Regions from separate parts of the Gossypium arboreum genome. Here region 1 is linked to region 2. A link is a contact called in public Hi-C data. All regions are on one chromosome and are shown on one strand. Each heading gives the region's core, a stretch centred on a gene start, on an enhancer-like site or on the middle of the called end of the contact. The rest is flanking DNA. Distances are from core to core; before and after follow the strand shown. Region 1 holds the start of LOC108483666 (probable dolichyl pyrophosphate Glc1Man9GlcNAc2 alpha-1,3-glucosyltransferase). Region 2 holds the start of LOC108482249.

Region 1 (6,544 bases), core at 1,928-4,427, 330 kb before region 2:
TACCCGAGGTAATATGGCAAATGGTGATGCATCGCCAACTAGTCCACCAGTGAATGAAGCTACTGGTGCCGGAATATTGAAGCCAAATTTCCTCAACAAGAAAGCAATCCCTTTATCTAACATTATATAAAAAACCCAAAAGTTTGGAGCCCAATAAGCATGGCAAAGTCCCCTGCCAAAAGGAAACATCCGGCGGATGACTTGTTGTATCTGCAAGGTATTTGGAGAACACTTAGCACTATATATTATAGTCAAGGAAACTAATGGCTATAGACATTCGCAATTTCAGCATGACTAATAAGTGAAACCATAAAATTTGCATAAAAATATGTACTTCTAAATGAATGAGAAGAGGGTACAACAGCAACCAGGACAAGAGGGAGAGATTGAGGGCCAGTGGTTAAAAACCCAAAACTAAGGGCAAATCATATGGTTAAAAGAGAAACTCGCTGCAGAATAAGCCAGAACACATAAAAGTAAACCAAAAGGATGACCTACCTGTCCATGATACACAAATGGCCCATATGCTGCTGCAAAAACTGCCACAACAATAGCCCCCATAACTGAAAGCCGAGCAAAACCCCGAACCAGCCCACCTCTACAATAATGCCTTAGCAAGTATACAAAATAAACAGGGGCCGCCACCGCAAATAAATGCTTAAAACACAATAACACAGCAAACAGAAAGCCACCCATCACATCTCTTCCTTGTGCCAAAAATGAGAGCGACAACAACAACCAGCCAAACAAAAACCCATTGTACTGAAAATGCAAATGGTCCACAATAAGGAGTCCAGGAGACCAAATCACCAATAACCATATCAAATTCCGCTTCAGAGATGCCAGAGCTAGAGTTGATCTGTAAACCCCATATAAGAGAAACAAATCTGAGACAATTACTGACATCCTCTGGAAATAGATGGCAGAATTGGCTTTGTAATTGAGGCCATGATGGAGATGAACAATCTGTGGGTCAATTAGATGGGCAAACATGGAAAGAAAGCGTTCCAAGTAGGCAAAGAAGGGAGGGTAATCAAGGGTCCACTCACTCGTCTCATCAGTGTACCATTGGCTGAGAGGAAGAGAGTGGGTAATGGCCAGCCAGTGGCGATGGACTTCCAGGTCCGTGCTGTGGTAGGATGGGATTAGTAGAAGCTTTACGATCGTGGCTATGCCAAAAAACCAAGAAAGCTGCGCCATGACTACGGGTGTTCGTGGACTCTCTTGCATTTCCATCATACAATTACACTGTAAAGTCAAAAGAACAGTAAAATTTCACAAATTGAGTGCAGTACTGTTAAGTGACAAGTAGTGTCAATTTGACATGGAAAGAAATTTAGGTCAAAATACACCCCAAACGGCCAGGAAAAAAATGAAGAGAAAATATGTCTTGAAAAACCCAAATGCATGCCTCTTGCAGTAACATAAACTATAAACTGAAATCAATGAAGAATAGAATCAAACGTTCTCTTTAGCTGTTCCAAGAATATGTAGGAAGGACTTTATCCCATAATAAAGGATACCAGGAACAAGAAAGGTACCAGATATAGTTTCTATTTAATCAAATCGCAAAATTCATATATGGTAATCATTGAGAGCCCCTTATATCTTACTTCAATAAAGCTTCCTATTAAGAAAAATTCCAAAGTGAACTTACATGTCTGATTTATGACCCAACTGCTTTTGTGGCAGGATAATCTGCAAGTGAACCTGTTGAGAAAGAGTTGTTTCTTCAGCATTCTTTAAAATGAAAGAAGGAGAAAAACTCCATAAGATCATGAGTTATATTGCTTCCAATTGAGAAAATGCTAAGGTAAAGAAAAAGTAGTACAGTATTCCTTCTTTCACAAGTGGGAAGGGTCCCAAACAACTTTCTTACACCTGGCAGTTTCACCTTCAGATGTTACACCAACTTTGCCTTCCAGAGCTGCCAACAAATAATTTAAAGGCATTAATCAATAAATAGAAAAAGGAAAACAAATCAATAGATTAGCTGGGCCTTTGAACCATGCAGAAAATGGAACCTGAATCAGGTTGAGTGATGTAGGCTCTCCTCCATATTACTCGTTCCTATCCATATGCAGAAACTAAATGCATGATGAACAACACCAAATGAAATGAACAAACAACAAAAGTAATATAATAAATATCTAGCACCATTTTGTAATTTTCCAAAAAGAGCGAAACAAAAGACACTTTCTACTTTGAAATCAACGTTATAGAATAAACAAGTTGCATTTCCTTTCTCAAGTAAAGCATTTAGGAAAACCAAGCTTATCTAGAAGACTCACTTTACCTTAGCACAAACATTTTCAAGAGTTACATAGTGCAAGCAATTGGGGATGGTTAGACGATAAAGATTTTACTCAAAAAAAGAATAGTCAAAATTCGAGTTTCTATGATCAACTATACAAATAGGATCATGAGAATTTTTCACATTTGAAAGGTGGATGTCAGTAGTTGGCATCCCTTGATTAGATTAAACTGATTTATTTCAGTATAATTGCATCGTTGCAGTTACTGTTTACAGGAGGATTGAAAATTTTAGGGGAAACAGATCCTATTTGCAGCAACCTCGTTAAAATGTAACAGATCCATGCCTTAATCAGAGGCACCTCGATAAGGAATGGTGCAGAAGAAGGGGGGGGGGGGGGCGCAGAGAAAAAGAAAGATAGGCATAGACGTGGTGTTTGCCTTAATCAATGGCAACAATATCCAGCAGATCCGTACACAAATCTAAGATGTACCCATCAAGACCTAGGATCAGAAATCAATTACTTAAAAGAAAAACAAAGAAAAGAATATAGGAAATATATTATAGCAGCAGGTAAATGGGAAGAAAAAGAAAAAAAGAAGACCTTGAGTCGATGAACAGAAAGAAGAGAGCTGAGGATGCGTTCGTTGAGAGCAGTTCCTAGCACTACGGCATCGTGGCTGACTATGAGCTGCCTATAATGCTGTTCTAAACGATTAACAAAGACGGTGAGGAGTTAGAATTTCTAGGGTTTGATAGATTAATTCATATTATTAACGAACAAATTAAGTACCTAGGTAGTAGACTAGTAGCAGTAGACAGCACTAGTTAATTGTAAGTTTTCTTGTTCAGTTGCTGATTGAAGAGATTCAGATTAGAGAAAGAATAGCTTTGGTTTCGCTTCAACGCTGATTCAATGAGTTAGTTCACACGACCGTATTATAGACTATGTGCTAGTGTCACGGGCCAGAGTTCAAAGCCCGTGACCATCGAACCAAATGCATCCGATGGAGGTCTATTACTTAGATGGGGATCATTTGGCCCACGTGAGCTGGCCCGATTCAAGGAACTGTTGGAGAAACTTGTCGGATCAAAGTCTGGTTGGCCCGACGGATGGCCCGTTGCTTGAAGAGATTGAAGGTCCATCTACAAATATGGAAACATGATATGATATTATAATCTTAGAGATCTTAGATATGATATGGAATCTTATAAGATATTATTTTATAAGATTACATATCTTATCTAAGATATGTAATCTTAGAAGATATGATATTATATTTGGTAGTAGGTAACCTTTAATCTCGTCCGTCGATGTAATTGTATCTTGACCGTCGGTTTTGGGGGAGCTCAAGTATAAATAGAGAGCCTCCCCCTCATTTGTACTCACTCCATTCATTGTTTCATTATTCTTTGTGAATAAGAGAATAGAGAGCATTTACTCAAACACTTTGTGTGCGTCCCTTTCTGTTGTTCTTATAAGCTTCTTTTGGCATAAGTAAGTCTTCCGCTGTACGAGTTAGTGCCTTGGAGGAGTACTTAAAGAATCCTCATTCGAGTAAAGGCTGACTTGGGCGAGTTTGGACGAGCGAATCGCCTAAGGCCGCACGGATTGCGAGACGAAAGGTCTAGCCCCGTGACAAGTGGTACCAGAGCTAGAGTTCGAACCAAGAAGTATTCGAGCTGTTGGTTCGAAGGCACTGTTGGGATGTCGAAAGAAGAGTTCGAACAAATACGGGCGAGAAAGTCTTTGAGGGAGATGCTGTCGGCAATAGAGGTACGCGTGGGTAAACTTGAGGAGTCTATGGAAGCCGTTAAAGAGTCTGACAATGCTCGTGGGGAAAGTATTGAAGACATAAAGGATCAGTTCAGAGGCTTTGTGACCACGTGTCTAACTTCCCAAAGGGATAACGTGCAAGAGTTGCTAGATTCCCAAAGGAAGAAGCTGACAGAGAGGAATAATGCTCTCGAAGCCATGGTGAAGGCTTTGAAAGAGGAAACAATGGCCACGACGCTGACTTTAAGCACAAGAATAGAGGAGCTCGAGGGAGAGCTGGCCTTGTGTCGAGCAGCGGTGGAAGAAGGAGTGTCAAGTGCAGCACTCAGTAGCGAGTGTGTCCCGGAACCGAAAGAGTTTGCGGGGACAAGGTCTGCATGTGATGTGGACAATTTCTTGTGGAGGATGGAAAACTACTTCCGTGCCAAAGGCATCGTGGATGATGCGGATAAGGTACAAACTGCTTCATTATTTCTTATTGATATTGCGCTTTTATGGTGGCGAGGTAAGATCACAGATGAAAGGCAATGTGAGATTGGAACATGAGAGAAGTTCCAATGCGAGTTGAAGAGACAGTTTTACCCAGAGTTTGCCGAGGAAGAAGCTCGGGCAAAGTTGCAAGGAATAACGCAACGGGCACAGTGGGGAGTATGTTTGTGAGTTCAAGGAACTCATTCTCCAAAGTTCGGATATGACCGAGAGAAGCAATGCTTGCTTTTCAAGAGGATTGAAGCCGTGGGTCGACGGGAGGTGGAACAAAGAGGTGTCCAAAAGTCGCCGGAAGCCATGAAGGTAGTGGTATCCGTGGTTAAGCTTGGTCTAGAGAAAGACAAGCTTGGATCTTCCAAGTCCGAGGAAAGGGGCGTATGTGAAGAGAATCACAAGGAAGATACGGATGAGTATGGCAATGGCAACGGTGACAATTGTGGTAATGGGAAACCACGAGTTGGGAAGAAAAAACCCAAGAAGAGAAGGGACAAGCTAAAATGCTTTCTCTGCGACGGTCCACACATACTAAAGAAATGTCCAATGAAATCCGCGCTTAGGAAGAAGCCGGTGGGTAAGGCCTTGGGACTTGGTTCGAGCGCAAGGGGTGTTGAAGCCAAGGAGGCCGAAAGCGAGAAGAAGCCAGTCGAGTGCTTCTTATGTCATGGTCCGCATAGGTTGCGGAAGTGTCCGAGGAAGTCTGTCATCGAAGAGAACGATGGAGCAGACAAGGAGCCCAAGAAGCTTGGTTCGAGCAAGGGTAAAGCCGAAGCTAAGAGGGCTAAGAGGAGCAAAAAGAAGCGAGTAAAGTGCTTCTTGTGCCGTGGTCCGTATGAGTTGCGGAACTGTCCAAAGCAAGCCGTAGTCAAAGGAAAGGCAACGTCCGAGCATAGAGAGTCGTCGGAGGGGCTTCCACCCAACGGAGAGGTGAGTTTGTCATCGAACTTAGAGGAAAAAGTTGCGATGAAAACAATGAAGCTTGGACCAAAGAGGCTCGTATCGAGTGAAGCGTCGGAGTTGGCCGAGTCATTGACAAGGCTTCCACCTATGGGAGAGGTGGGTGGTGCATCGGACTTCAAGGAAAAAGAAGTGATGCATGTGGGACAGTTGACCCGAGTAAATGCAAAGGTACATTCGAAACACTCTGATAGTGTTTTGCATTCTAACTTGTGTACTTGGCGAGAACGTAGGGGCCCTTTCGAAGTTCTTGAGCAAGGAGGCCGAGAGACTTTGGGCCAAGCGAAGCCAAGTGTCGTGAATCATGAGGATTCTGTCCAAGGGAAGTTAGAATGTGGGCAAGGGAGTGACATAACTCCTTGTCGTCGAGATGTACAAACGAGTAAGACGGTTCAAGTTAAGAAGCGACGGAAGCCGAGGCAAAAGTCCCAAAAGAAGGGAAGAGCGAAGACAACGAGTGGGATCCAAGGCGAATCAAGTCAGTGCCATTCAGGAGTCGCAACGAGGACGTTGCGAGAATGGGTGGGGGAGAATGTCACGGGCCAGAGTTCAAAGCCCGTGACCATCGAACCAAATGCATCCGATGGAGGTCTATTACTTAGATGGGGATCATTTGGCCCACGTGAGCTGGCCCGATTCAAGGAACTGTTGGAGAAGCTTGTCGGATCAAAGTCTGGTTGGCCCGATCGGACTAGCCCGTTGCTTGAAGAGATTGAAGGTCCATCTACAAATATGGAAACATGATATGATATTATAATCTTAGAGATCTTAGATATGATATGGAATCTTATAAGATATTATTTTATAAGATTACATATTTTATCTAAGATATGTAATCTTAGAAGAAATGATATTATATCTGGTAGTAGGTAACCTTTAATCTCGTCCGTCGATGTAATTGTATCTTGATTTGTCGGTTTTGGGGAGCTCAAGTATAAATAGAGAGCCTCCCCTCATTTGTACTCACTCCATTCATTGTTTCATTATTCTTTGTGAATAAGAGAATAGAGAGCATTTACTCAAACACTTTGTGTGCGTCCCTTCGTTGTTCTTATAAGCTTCTTTTGGCA
Region 2 (5,787 bases), core at 307-2,806:
TAAATATAATCTTTTAAATTAAAATAAATATATAAACCTCATATGATAGCTTGATTGTTAAAAGTATTTACTGTCTTAAATGTGACCTGTATTTAAATTGCACTAATCATATTTATTGTTCTAACTTTTCTATATTACTATAAATCCAAATTTCAAAATAAACAAGAGCAGAACTCAATTATAGTTTGTTTTTTCTGGCTAAACTTTGGAACAAAAAAAAAAAAAAAGAAAGAAAAAGAAAAAGCAAAAGTGAGAGGGAGAGGGATAGGAATAGGGGTTTTTATTTTGTTTGTCTTTTAGGGAGAGGGTCCATATAAGTGCACTTTTAAGTTAGTGGAATGGTATCAATTTGTAAAGACATAAAAATGAAGTTCCATTGGAAGTGAGGGATTCAGGGTTTAAAAGCTATGCTATTTTTCATATTGATGAATCAAGGTTTCCATTCGGCCATTGTAATTTAGATCTGCCTCAAACCCTAAGGATTGATATTGATATTCATATATTGCAAAAGGAAAACTTTTTATTTGCCACCGACAAACCAAATATACATGAATTATTTCCAATACTCCAAAATAATCCACTAAAGATATCAGGAGCTGCTTAAATGCTTTCAACTCCAAAACCATATTTGATCGCATGATTAACATAGAAAAGTTTATAACGAAAGAATAAGTGAAAAATCCAGGGCTTTTCTTATTTGTTTTATCAACAACAAAATTAGAACCCCCCAAAAAGAAATTAAGCATGAACAACTCCCTCCAAACATGGAAATTATTAACAGAGGCAAAGATATGGTTCTGTCATAACTCAGGCAGTAGTGTTGTTATTTTGGAGCTTCAAATCCTTGTAAAACCTGTTAATGAAGTCCTCGGCAGCCTTATCTACGTTGCCATTACCTTCATCAACATCTCTTAAAGGGAAAGGAGAGTCGGTTATTCTAAGTTGTCTCACCACTGGAGTTTGTCCGAACCCTGGTAACATAGGGGAAGCCGCAATAACAGCAGCATCGCTTTCCACTCCCATGTTGTTGTTGAGCATCTCCAAGACAACCTTGAAGGCGTTCATGGCGGCGGTGTCGTCGTCGTGAGTAGGAGGCGCGTGGGTACAAGCGAACAAGTGGTGGTAGTAGTTGTTAATGCTGTTCTTCTTCTTGGTGGGGATGTTGAAAGGGAAGATGTAGTTAGGGGTGTTGCTGCAGCTGAACTCGTACTCCTGGGCCGGCGCCGCCGCCGATGAAGAGACCTGGTGGCGGTGGAACATGGGGAGGTTGGCAATGGCTTTGGTGCTGGCTATTTTGCCGCGTTTGAGCAACATGTTGAGATCAACCATGAGCTTTCTTTTGGATAATATGCCCTTTTTCATCATGAAGAGAACAGCTCTTACTATGCTCCATACTCTTTTGGCTATCACTGGTGGATTTTGTTCCATTGCTTTTGACTAGATTTGATTTATTGCTGACTTTTGAGGGAGAGAGAAGCAATTATTTGTTCGAGTTTGAGGGAGAGGAGGGGAGGGGAGGGCTCTATATAAAGGGAAAGAATAGCAAGGGGAGAACACAAATGTTTTTTAATTTAACAAGTAAATTAATTATATATTAGAATTTCTTTATTTCTTTATCAATTTTGAAATCTTTTTCTTCTACTTTAATCTATCAAACTTTTCAACTTAGTCCATTTCAATAAAATTATTAAACTTTGCAGTTAAATCGTTCATCTATATAATTAATAGCTCAACAATTTGTATGTAACAAATAACAAAACTCAGCATGCCCTTAAATGAAATTTTTTATTTAAGTTTTTAAAAATTTTAAATTTTAAATTAGAAAGGCTCTCCTACAATATAATAATTTGATTTAATTATTTAAAAATTATAAAGATGTAGACTATTAAATTGGTGAAATTATATTTTGCTATAATAAAATTACAATTTAATTTCGCCCCTAAAAAGTTTAAAATAAAAATTTAACTTGCTATTATTTATAAGTAAAGAAAAGAAATTAATAATTAAACTTATATTTTTTTATTTTTATTCTTTATTTTCATTTCATAGTTCATATTCGAGATTCGTAATTATCCCTTCCAACATTTAATTAAATTTAATTCGTTTTAAAATCAATTTAATTTGATTTTAATTTAAATAATAATTAACAATATTTATTCAGATTTATTTAAAACACTATATAATATTAGTAATATATATTTAAAAACATTAAGAAAAATCCAACCATTATCCCTCTTCTCTACCGGTTGCTTGCTCCAATCATTTTTGGTAGGTGGTGATTAGGTTGGCTAAAGCCCATGAGAGCTTTGGATGAAGAAAGTGACAGCTAACTTTAGACCACTGTTTTGGAGGCTAAATAGCGAAATTTATATGTTTGTGTAGAAAAAATTGATTTGTCTTAACTGAGCATATAACATATGAATTACAGTAATATTTGGTTCACTTACGTTGATTAGATGTTATTTAAAGAGTAAATTTACTATCTTCCAACTATGATTTAAATTTTAACACTTATCAGTGTAGCAATTTCATACTTACATTATACATTTAAATTATTTTCCGTTAAATTTCTCTATGAAAAACTTTATTTGTACTTGTTTTACTTGCAAACACATTTACTAAAATAGGTTCCAATAAAGAATAAGTGCTAAAACTCTTGGTACTTTTAACCTATACAAGTCTCAAATATATAAGCATTTTTGGACTTGTTAAAATACATATCAATTACAATATTAATCTACCACCAAGGTATTGATATCCTAATAAATTCTAGGATAATTCAGAAATGAGATAAATCTCAAAATTATACATGAATTTTGGTATAATGTACAATCGTATACATAAAACTCTAATTGTAATTGAAATGTATACTTGAAATTTTAATTGTGATTTAATCATACACATTTAAATAAAAAAACAAATTATTTTTATTTTGAATAAATAAAATTATTTATGTATGCAATATATAAACATAAAATGATATTATATCAATAATTGTGTTAATGATTCACAAGAATTTCATCAAATTAAAATTTCATTTATAAAATTGCATAAAATCAACGTTTATGTATACAATTGCACATTAAACAATAGTTCATATATAATTTTAGGATTTATTCCTTCAAAAATCTTCAAAATTTTTCTTATGTCAGTCGTGTCAATCTCAATGAAATAGGGGATTTGGATGGACCCAATCTTCAATGTTTTGTTTCTCCTATAGAATGGCTTCATAATTGAACTATTGTGCTTTCACTAAATCAACTTAAATCATAACTCAACTATTTTAGTTCAAAAGATTACAAACTTCAAATAAAATAAGTTATAAATCATGAATTATTATAGGAATAGTTGTAACTACAGTTGTAACTACTTCTATAACAGCTCCAACAATTTATTTGTTATCATTTTATGCATGAATATTCGTTTTTTTATTAAGAAACCATAATCAAATAAAAATACATTAATTTTGTTCTATAAAAGCTTACATTTTGTTCATACTTTGTTAAGCTGTATAAGTTTTACCGATCAAAATGTAAAATGTAGTTGTCCACTAAATCTTAGCTCAATTGATATAATTATTGTCACAACAATATAAAAGACATTAGTTTAAACATGTTCAATTGCGTAATATATTTCACTTTAGAAATTGAAGGGTTGTACTTAGTTTAAGTAGAGTATAAAAAAAATGTAAAATGTAGTCTAACCGATTCATACATTTTCTTGTTTGAGGTTCTCTGTCTTTGGGTAATTATATTGAGTTTCAACTAAATTTAAAGTCGAATTGAATTATGCCCTTAAATGAAGGACAAATTTTACTAACGTTATTTTCTGTATCTAAAAAGGTAGAACTCAATATCTTCTTTATTAATATTGAATTCCTTACCACTCAATCCAATAAATATAAGAAATTGATTTATAAGAAAACTTCCACAATAAACTCTTAATATAAATTAGTCTACTTTTATTTACAAAGTTAAATTAGTCCAATTAATTTATACATTTACATTTTAAAAATACGGTTAATAATTTAAATTCAAATTTTAATATAACTTGCTATTTTATTTGTATAAAGAAGAAAAATGAGTTTGAATTAAATAATTATAATCAGAATTAAATATTAGAAGGTATAATCGAAATATAATGTAACATTAAATTAAAATAATTTCGAAGAATAAAATTTAAATTAAAATAAATTTAGAAATAAGTAACGTAAATAAAATGAGAAGCATAAGAAAGGTGTTTGAAAAAGACGAAAGGGTGAAAGTAAGCAGCAAAAGTAAGTTGAATGGGCGGCGCCAATTTTGAAGCATGCAAGATATTTTTTGGTTGCATTAAATATCCCCCAACTTTGACCTTTATTTAAGGGTAAATTTAGATTCAATGATTATAAAAATTCAAGCAATGCATGACTTTCCTTAGCCTATAAACAATAGCTGAAGAATTCCATTTTAATCGCTTGCTTCATTCCATCAGATTGCAATGTATAAAAAACGTGGCCAATATTTGTTTCAAGAAGATAACAACATCGTACAGCTTCTTCTTGAATTATTTCCTTACCATGTTGAAATTATTTTATCAAATTCAATATGACTACATAATGAATAATTTTTTTTCCGAAAATGTCATATTAATAAATTTAAAAAAAAAAAAAACTTTTTACAACTATTCTTTTTTATTATTTGTTTCATTTCGCATCCCAAATTGCTTTATTTAGCAGCATACTGTTACATTTTAGTTATATTTTATAGTGCGGAAAGTTACATTTCTAGCAATATATTATTAGAATATCTAAATCCACTGACTATCCGAATTTGATGTCAATTTTTATTTATTTATTTCACAAGCATTTATATTTCGATACCTAAATCCAATTCATGTAAAAGTTAAGCAAATTTAAATGTCTAAATCTATTATCACAATGGATACGGATGATAAATATTCAATAATTAATATCTAGGTAAAAGTCAAGCATGTATTTCATGATGAGAAGCATCATGCTCAAGAAAACTTTATCTGAGACAAGGTTTATCCCAAGCTATTGATTACTATTGAAAAGGCAAAAAACCACATTTGGGATTAAAGGCTATTGAACAACTCATTGTTGATCAAAACAATATGTGCATTGCAGGCATGAAATATAAATGGAAGTTAAGCTAGTCCCAGGTTTACTCATAACCAAGCTTGGAGCATAAATTAAACTCTGTATTGTTCTAATTTTATCAGATATCCCCGAAGCGACGGAGCATAAATTAAACTGCTACTCACTTCCTGATCAATTTGGGATGAAGCTCGTCTGTAGATGTCTTCCGGACATCTACAACCACATCGCGTAGCATGTCAAGTACCTCAGACAACAGGGACTCTGCATTCAAACAAGTTCACTCCGAGACTATGGACAAATTGCTACAGGCTCTCCTCCATTTCGTCTGGTATAATTAACTTTTCGATGGCAGCCTGCCCCATAAATAACAATTTACACAGAATGGTCAGAAACAGAATACCACGTACAATACTTATTTCCTGGTAATAATAGTATTATGTTAATTGGTATCTGTAAGTGTTCTAGGACTGCAGCACACTCTGCCAGAAGGGATGCGGTATGGTCATTAAATATGTTCAGGCTTTGAACAGGTATACGTTGATTAAAATTGTGAAAGTAATTTATATAATTTAAATTGCTGTGCACACCAGTGGATGAAACAAGGAAAGCAACATTTCAGAAACAAGCCACATTGATGTCTAAGAAAGAAGAGGATGATGAATATTACCTCTATTTTAGCAACATCA

The links. Hi-C and Micro-C count contacts between places; a contact is called where the count stands out from the background.
Region 1: a Hi-C map of leaf shows a contact between it and region 2, with 2.5 times the contacts expected there. The contact joins the promoter of LOC108483666 here to the promoter of LOC108482249 in region 2. A contact is called at or near these places in 2 of 5 Hi-C or Micro-C datasets (both in leaf).

Annotation. Positions count from the first base shown.
Region 1 is chr2:27,633,110-27,639,653 of ASM2569848v2, reverse strand. LOC108483666 (probable dolichyl pyrophosphate Glc1Man9GlcNAc2 alpha-1,3-glucosyltransferase) reads right to left here and starts at 3,177. Exons shown (of 9, transcript XM_017787184.2): 1 at 3,048-3,177; 2 at 2,859-2,957; 3 at 2,025-2,087; 4 at 1,832-1,927; 5 at 1,658-1,710; 6 at 499-1,248; 7 at 4-210. The coding sequence starts at 1,239.
Region 2 is chr2:27,307,021-27,312,807 of ASM2569848v2, reverse strand. LOC108482249 reads right to left here and starts at 1,556. Exons shown (of 1, transcript XM_017785367.2): 1 at 503-1,556. The coding sequence starts at 1,428. The coding sequence ends at 808. LOC108481004 (cell division cycle protein 27 homolog B-like) reads right to left here. Exons shown (of 16, transcript XM_017784162.2): 15 at 5,769-5,787; 16 at 5,025-5,454. The coding sequence ends at 5,404.